Regions from separate parts of the Zea mays genome. Here region 2 is linked to region 1. The links are chromatin contacts, called in public Hi-C maps. All regions are on one chromosome and are shown on one strand. The core of a region is the stretch at or near the end of the contact, and the rest is flanking DNA. Distances in the headings are between cores, read along the strand shown.

Region 1 (3,130 bases), core at 309-2,808:
GTTTTATAATCCGACTACATTTAATACCTCGAACAGAGGTTCAAACATTCGATGTGTTAGGGGCTAAATTTTAGCAGGGGCAAACCAAACACCCCCTAAATTGCAATTGCTTGGATGAACTTAATCCCTAGCTGCTCCCTCCGCACGACCACCAACCCAGTCCATCCCCTTCTCGCACAGTGTCCGCTCCCTCCGCCCCTGCTCCCTCCGCAGTCCGCAGTCCCCCTGCCCCGCGCAACAGCCACGACCGTTGGGGAGGGGAGCAGCTGTCACAACATGTTTTGTTTTCTTGACATCTATTTGTTCATTGGGGAGTACATATGTAGAATGACGATTAATGTTTCTGCATATGTATGTATTTTATCATAACGTGTTGCCGCCGTAACAACGTACGGGCATACAACTAGTATATATATATATATATATATATATATATATATATATATATATATATATATATATATATATATATATATATATATATATATATATATATATATAATCTGAATAAGGGATGTTCGAGACTGTTACACTCCGTTCTTTTTAGCTCTACTCCATCAATTCCATCCCATCGTAGAGTTTATAGACTGTTTGGACGAAGAGCAATAACACGATATGCACGCTGTAGTGGAAAATATGGGTACGTATATTTCTCGATAAACTGGTTACAATAATATAATACCCACAGAAACACGTATGGGCTCGGGAAAGAGATCCCCCGAATATTGGGTAGCCGTTGTTAAACCAGATCGAATACTTTATGAAATGAGCGGAGTATCCGAAAAATGTAGCTAGAGCAGCTATCTCTATAGCTGCCAGTAAAATGCTGATACGAAGTCAATTTCTTCGATTAGAGATATAGAACTCCAAAAGAAATATTGAAGATAAAAAAACCCTGATTTTTCTTTCTGTAAAGACAAAATTTCTTTCATCCTTTTGCATTGAAATAACAAATGGAAATCAAAATAATATGATTCAATCTCAGACCCTTTTAAATGTAGCAGATAACAGTGGAGCTAGAAAATTGATGTGTATTCGAGTCATAGGAGCCACCGGTAATCAGCGATATGCTCGTATTGGTGATGTTATTATTGTTGTATTCAGTTTTTTTAGTTTCTAGCCACCAGAAGCTGCTGTAGACTACCAAAACGTTTAGAAAAAAGCTGAACTAAACAGATCCAGAATTTTTAAACTGTTTGACTTACATGTTAACTGATCCGACCATAACACTGAGTTTTTAAACTGTTTGACTTTAAAAATATTGGATCCACCATAACACTGAGGCTTGAGTTGGCATTGTGTGGAAAACCGAGCAAAAGAAAACAGAAGAGAATGAACCGATCTTCTATTTCAACTAATTTATGGGGCCGAGTTCAACCCCTGTGCAACTAACTGATCCGACCCAGCGTGTCGTTCAGTTGGGCCTCTTCCCCCCCCTTCGAGTGGGGTCTCAACATGGGCCGCGTATGTAGCCCACATTGAAATGCGTCAGGCGCCAGGGTGGTCGGGGGTGGACTTCGGACGCTAACAGCTGCCAGCCTTATCACCCATATCAGGCAGGCCCGGCCCTCGGCTTGATCCCAGCCTTTCTTCTCCCGTTCACAGTTCACCCCACTTGCTCTCTTTCTCCCAAGTAGCAACGACCGCGCGTCCTCCGCCGCCGCACTAAACCCTACTCCATGTACCCAGGTCTGCGTCGGGCCCTTGCCGGCGATGAGAACCCGTCAGGTATGACCACCCTTTCTATTCCCTTCGTGCTGCACGAAACCGAGCACCCGAACCCTAACTTAAGCTATCCGGCGACGAGAACCCGTCAGGAACAGGAGAGCCAGCCCCCGCGTCGTCCTCCGCTCGGGCGACACGGGAGGCCCCCCAGCCCTAGCGCCGCCACTCTCTCCTCCTCTATTCCCCCTCGCCGTCGCCGGAGGAGACTGCCGAAGGCCGGCGCGAAGGATGGCGGCGGCGGGGCGTTTCTCCGGCATTTCTCCTTCGTTTGCTCTCTCGGTGTTCAGATCTGAGCGGGTTTTGTGTCGGGCGGCTCAAGTTCCAGCCGCGGGGTTACTGGGGCGGGCGCAGTCCCCCGCGCCGTCGTCTTCCTTGTCCCTGGCGTCGTCGGGGGCTGTGCTCGGCGGTTCAACATTTGGTCCTGCACTCCTGCAGGTGCAGCCAGGTAATGGATTGGCGGCATCTGCTGGTGGTGGCGGGGCTGCGCCGTTTCGGCGGCGGACGCACGGCGTGGTGGGTCTAGAGCTGGCTGGCGGGCGTGCTCCTCGTGGTGTTGGGTTTGTGGCGTGTGGGCCGGATCTGCCCTCAACTGCTGGCGCTGGCGGCCGGTGGCGGCTGCGTCGATGGCGGTTTGGGGCTCGGGCAGGCGCTGTGGTGCGGCGCTCTCTTCTTTGCCACCCCTCCCCTCCCCTCACGGCCTTGTCTACTGCTGTGGGCGGGGCATCAGTCGTGCGACGGTGAGGAACGGAGGATATGGCTCCTCAGTGGTGATGTGGGGTGTCGGCATATGGGCAGCGGCAGCCCCGACGGTATTTGAGGTGGTGCGCATGCCATCGGATCTGGCGCGTCGCAGCGGCTGCTGCCAGGGTTGGTCGACGGAGGTGCGCCGTGTGGTGCTGCCGCTGCTTGGCCGGGACCGTGGGCCCAGCCAGAGGTGGTGGCGGTCTGCGCTGCTTTGCGACTGTTGTGGCAACCGGCGCGTCATTGGCCCTCTGGATGGGTCTGTGTGGGTTGGTTGGGCGGCGGCGGCTGTGGAGGTGTGCTTTGTCCCGGGGTCCTGGCCGGACGTTGTGCTGGGGGTTTTCTTGGGCGAAAGCCTTAGCGACGGCGACGCTCCTGGGCGCCGCTTCCCCTGTTGAGGGCGTCATGTTCCCTAGCTTTGTCTTCCGTGGGCAAAAGCCCGGCCCACCTCGGACCGGCGACGATGGCGTCCCCGACGTCACTCCCTTCCTGAAGGCGTCGCTACTGAAGTTCGTCTCGGCCACGTCGTCGCCTTCGGTGGTTGCTTTCGTCTTTTGGGTCCCGGTTTGCGTGTGGAGGTGGAGGCTTGCATCGTGAAATCGAAGCTGCTACGTCAGGGGATGTGGCTTGGCAACAATGACGTGGAGCGACTCCTCCTTCGTGG
Region 2 (3,130 bases), core at 379-2,878, 89 kb after region 1:
GGACTAAATTTTAGTCCATACCTTGTTTGGTTGTAGGGACTAAACAGATTCTAAATACATTAAATATTAAATACAACACATAAAGACCAAAATGTTCCTTTTTTTGTTTGACACCAGTTTTCTAGCAAGGGTAAGATTAACTTCAGTCCTTCCGTTTGGCAAAATAGAGACTAAACGAGACTAAAAACCAGGGACTAAAGATTAGTCCCTCTAACCAAACGGAGCCTAAGTGTTTAAGTTTCAATCTTGTCTTTATACTTAAATTGTTTAGGATTTAAACTTAGGCATTGCGATAGAGATAGCAACACTTAGACAAAACCTAGTTTGCACACTCTAGTTTGATTATTTGCATAGGTTTTGCTCTAGGGATTTATTTGAGGCCTAGTTTAGAGAAAGTTTTAGAAGTTCTAACTCACCCCCTCTTATGCATCACCTATTTCCTTCAATTGGTATCAGAGCCTGGTTTGGCTCATTTAAAACGCATTAACTTCACTGTTAAAAGAACCGACGATTTATAAAGGTATGAATATCCATAGGCCACCACACTTCGACGGCACTAACACTATATTATAGTGTTAAAATGACTTGTTATCTAGAGACCGTTGATCTAGGTGTTTGAAGAGTCACTCGTGACGGGATGAAACCACCCAAGAATTTCGATAAACCCACCACGAGTCATAGCTGGTCCATACTTAAAGCTTTAAAGGTTAGAGCATAGCTATGCCAAACATCTACTTTTAGGAAAACTGGAATTCTTTTCCCCTTTACATAAAACTCTAGTATGTACTCGATAACTTGATTTATGTAGAAGTATTTTTATCCGCTTGATTCGGCGGCGCGGCGCAAAAGAACTGCCGGCTGCGCTGCTTCCAGTTTTCTAAAAGAAGAAAGTAACATGCATCTTATCTAAATCCAAAACGTACTTTATTACTACTCTACAGGTTGCCAAGCGTGTAAAGGAGGCTTGTGCTACAGGATCCTTAGAAAACCTCTGCACCGTTGGTCCGGCGCGTCATTGACATCGCGCGCACGCATGGAGTTGGTGTTGGAGGCCGCTCGCACTTGAATACTTGATAGCCCCCGTGCTCGTTCGTCCGCCTCCGGCTTTCTGCGCCTGCGACCTGCACGTACGTATCTTTCCGCCATCGTGCCGGCACTTTATGGTGGGGGATCCGAGTCCACCTGCCCGAGCTCGAGCATCCCATGATCGGCTGGCGAGTTCCGACGGGGCACCCAGCGATCCCATCCCCACCAACTTGCCGCGCCTGATGAATGCCCAACTACCCCCTCTCGCTCCAGGCCATGGCCCATGGACCAGGAGTCCAGGACCATCCCGCGTGCGTGGGTCGATGATCATTACATTAGCCGCCGAGGGAAGAGCACGGGGCGGCGGTTGATCGCTCATTAGCCCGCATCTCAAGCGCGGCGCACGGAAGATTTTTCTGCTGCTGTTTTTTTTCTTGATAGGGTATTGAGGTTTTTCTGTTGTCGCGAGCAAGAGGAACGGCAGCCGGGCGGCGATCACCATGATCCAGGTGACGTGACGGGACGGCGCGGCGGGTGCGGCCCGCCTCTGCAGCTTTGCTCGACCGCGCGCAATTACGCCGCCGCGTTGCCCTGGCACTTGGCAGGTCGACACGGTGGCTTTTGCGTAGGCCCGCAGTTCGGTCGTTTGAGTCCAAGTCCAACACGGTCAGTGGATTGCCAAAACTTGGTTTCCACTCAAGTAAAAAAAATGCGTATGGAGGACGTGGCTGTGCTGTGCCTACCTATCTGGTAATCGTTGCTTCAGTGACCTATCTGTAGCTGTCACGTTGCGTATGAACAACCTTTTTACCAGGAGATATTTGTGTATTGTGTTCCGCTGAGGAGGAGTATATTATCATGAACGTGTTCCGCGCAAAATGAAAGAGAGAGAGAGAGAGAGAGAGAGAGAGAGAGAGAGAGAGAGAGAGAGAGAGAGAGAGAGAGAGAAAAGAAATGAAGCTATGACTGGGGGCGGAAAGCCCAAGTATCAGAGTGGACTTGGCCCAGTGGTCTTCTGCGAGTGGAACTTTCCAAGTGGACCCACACTTAATTCCACCCAGACGGCCCGATATGGAGTTCCAGATTAGGCCCAACAAACGTGGGCTGGATTACCTCTCATCCTCATGGCCAATTCCGTTCCGCCCGTCTCTCCCTTCCAGCAGACCACCACCGCCAGCTGCTATTAAAAAAAATAAACTCGTACACGCGACACGTATCGCGCGTTAGCAGCGAATCGCGGCGAATCTATCCCCGTCATTAATTAACCTTCCGGCGGGACGCGATCGACAGTTTACCGCAGCAAATCTGGGTCGGTCGCTCTCACTCACGGTCGCACTCCACCCCACGCCGCCCCGCGGGGCCCCCATCGTCGCTTGCACGACGACGCCGATGGCAGTAGCAGTACGGTCACATCTCACATCTGGCGCGTCCGTCAGATCACCGGCACGGCGCATTCATTCAGCGATCGCCGATCCATCATCGACCACGGCCGAAGCACAACATATGCATTCCCTAGCTCCATATATCCCCCTCCCCTTTTGTCGCTGTCGTGCGGGTGATCGGCTGGGGAATGGATTCCCTGTGTTCACTGACGACGTGGAGAGACAGCACAGGAGGAGAAGAGGAGAGATCATCGTCGTCCGTCGTCATATAGTCCGGGCCGGGCGGCGAGACGACAGCTACTACTGGGCAGCGGCAGCGAGGCGACCAGGCCGTTGCACTCCGCTTTCTGCTGCCCAAGATGGCAAGCCCGGCCCCGCCGCCCGATCGCTGCAAACCTCCGATTCGCCTGCCCCTGAATGGAAACGGCGCAGCTGGCGATTGGCCGGCCGGGTAATCATCCTTTTTGTCAAACAAACAGGATCCGACGGACGACAGCTATTAACTAGTGCGTGTGTGATTAGCCGTCGCTTTTGCGTACTCTACTCGCTCGACAGAGCCGCGGCGTGCTGTGCTTATCGCCGGTTTGACTCCGGGCCGGTGGTGCAGGTGCAGGTGCACACAGAATAACAGTATACCACTCGATGGAAAGGTGTCGAGGTAAGCTTTTGGCCGCGCGCCACGGAGAGCCGTTACTGTTATATTAGCAGGCAGCAGGCTGATG

The links. A called contact is a pair of places that touch in the nucleus more often than the background predicts.
Region 2: a contact with region 1 is called in a Hi-C map of leaf, with 2.8 times the contacts expected there. The contact joins the enhancer-like site here to the promoter of LOC100217157 in region 1. A contact is called at or near these places in 9 of 25 Hi-C or Micro-C datasets (bundle sheath, ear, leaf and 2 more).

Annotation. Positions count from the first base shown.
Region 1 is chr7:167,196,598-167,199,727 of Zm-B73-REFERENCE-NAM-5.0, forward strand. LOC100217157 reads left to right here and starts at 1,559. Exons shown (of 9, transcript NM_001143522.2): 1 at 1,559-1,728. The coding sequence starts at 1,680.
Region 2 is chr7:167,285,608-167,288,737 of Zm-B73-REFERENCE-NAM-5.0, forward strand. No RefSeq gene overlaps it. Among protein-coding and RNA genes, the nearest start is that of LOC100279608, 23 kb to the right of the region's middle. Within about 2 kb of position 1,629, at least 20 of the 20 cell types and tissues checked have an H3K27ac peak or open chromatin away from gene starts, as enhancers often do. A contact at or near this core is called in bundle sheath, ear, leaf and 2 more, where this site is marked.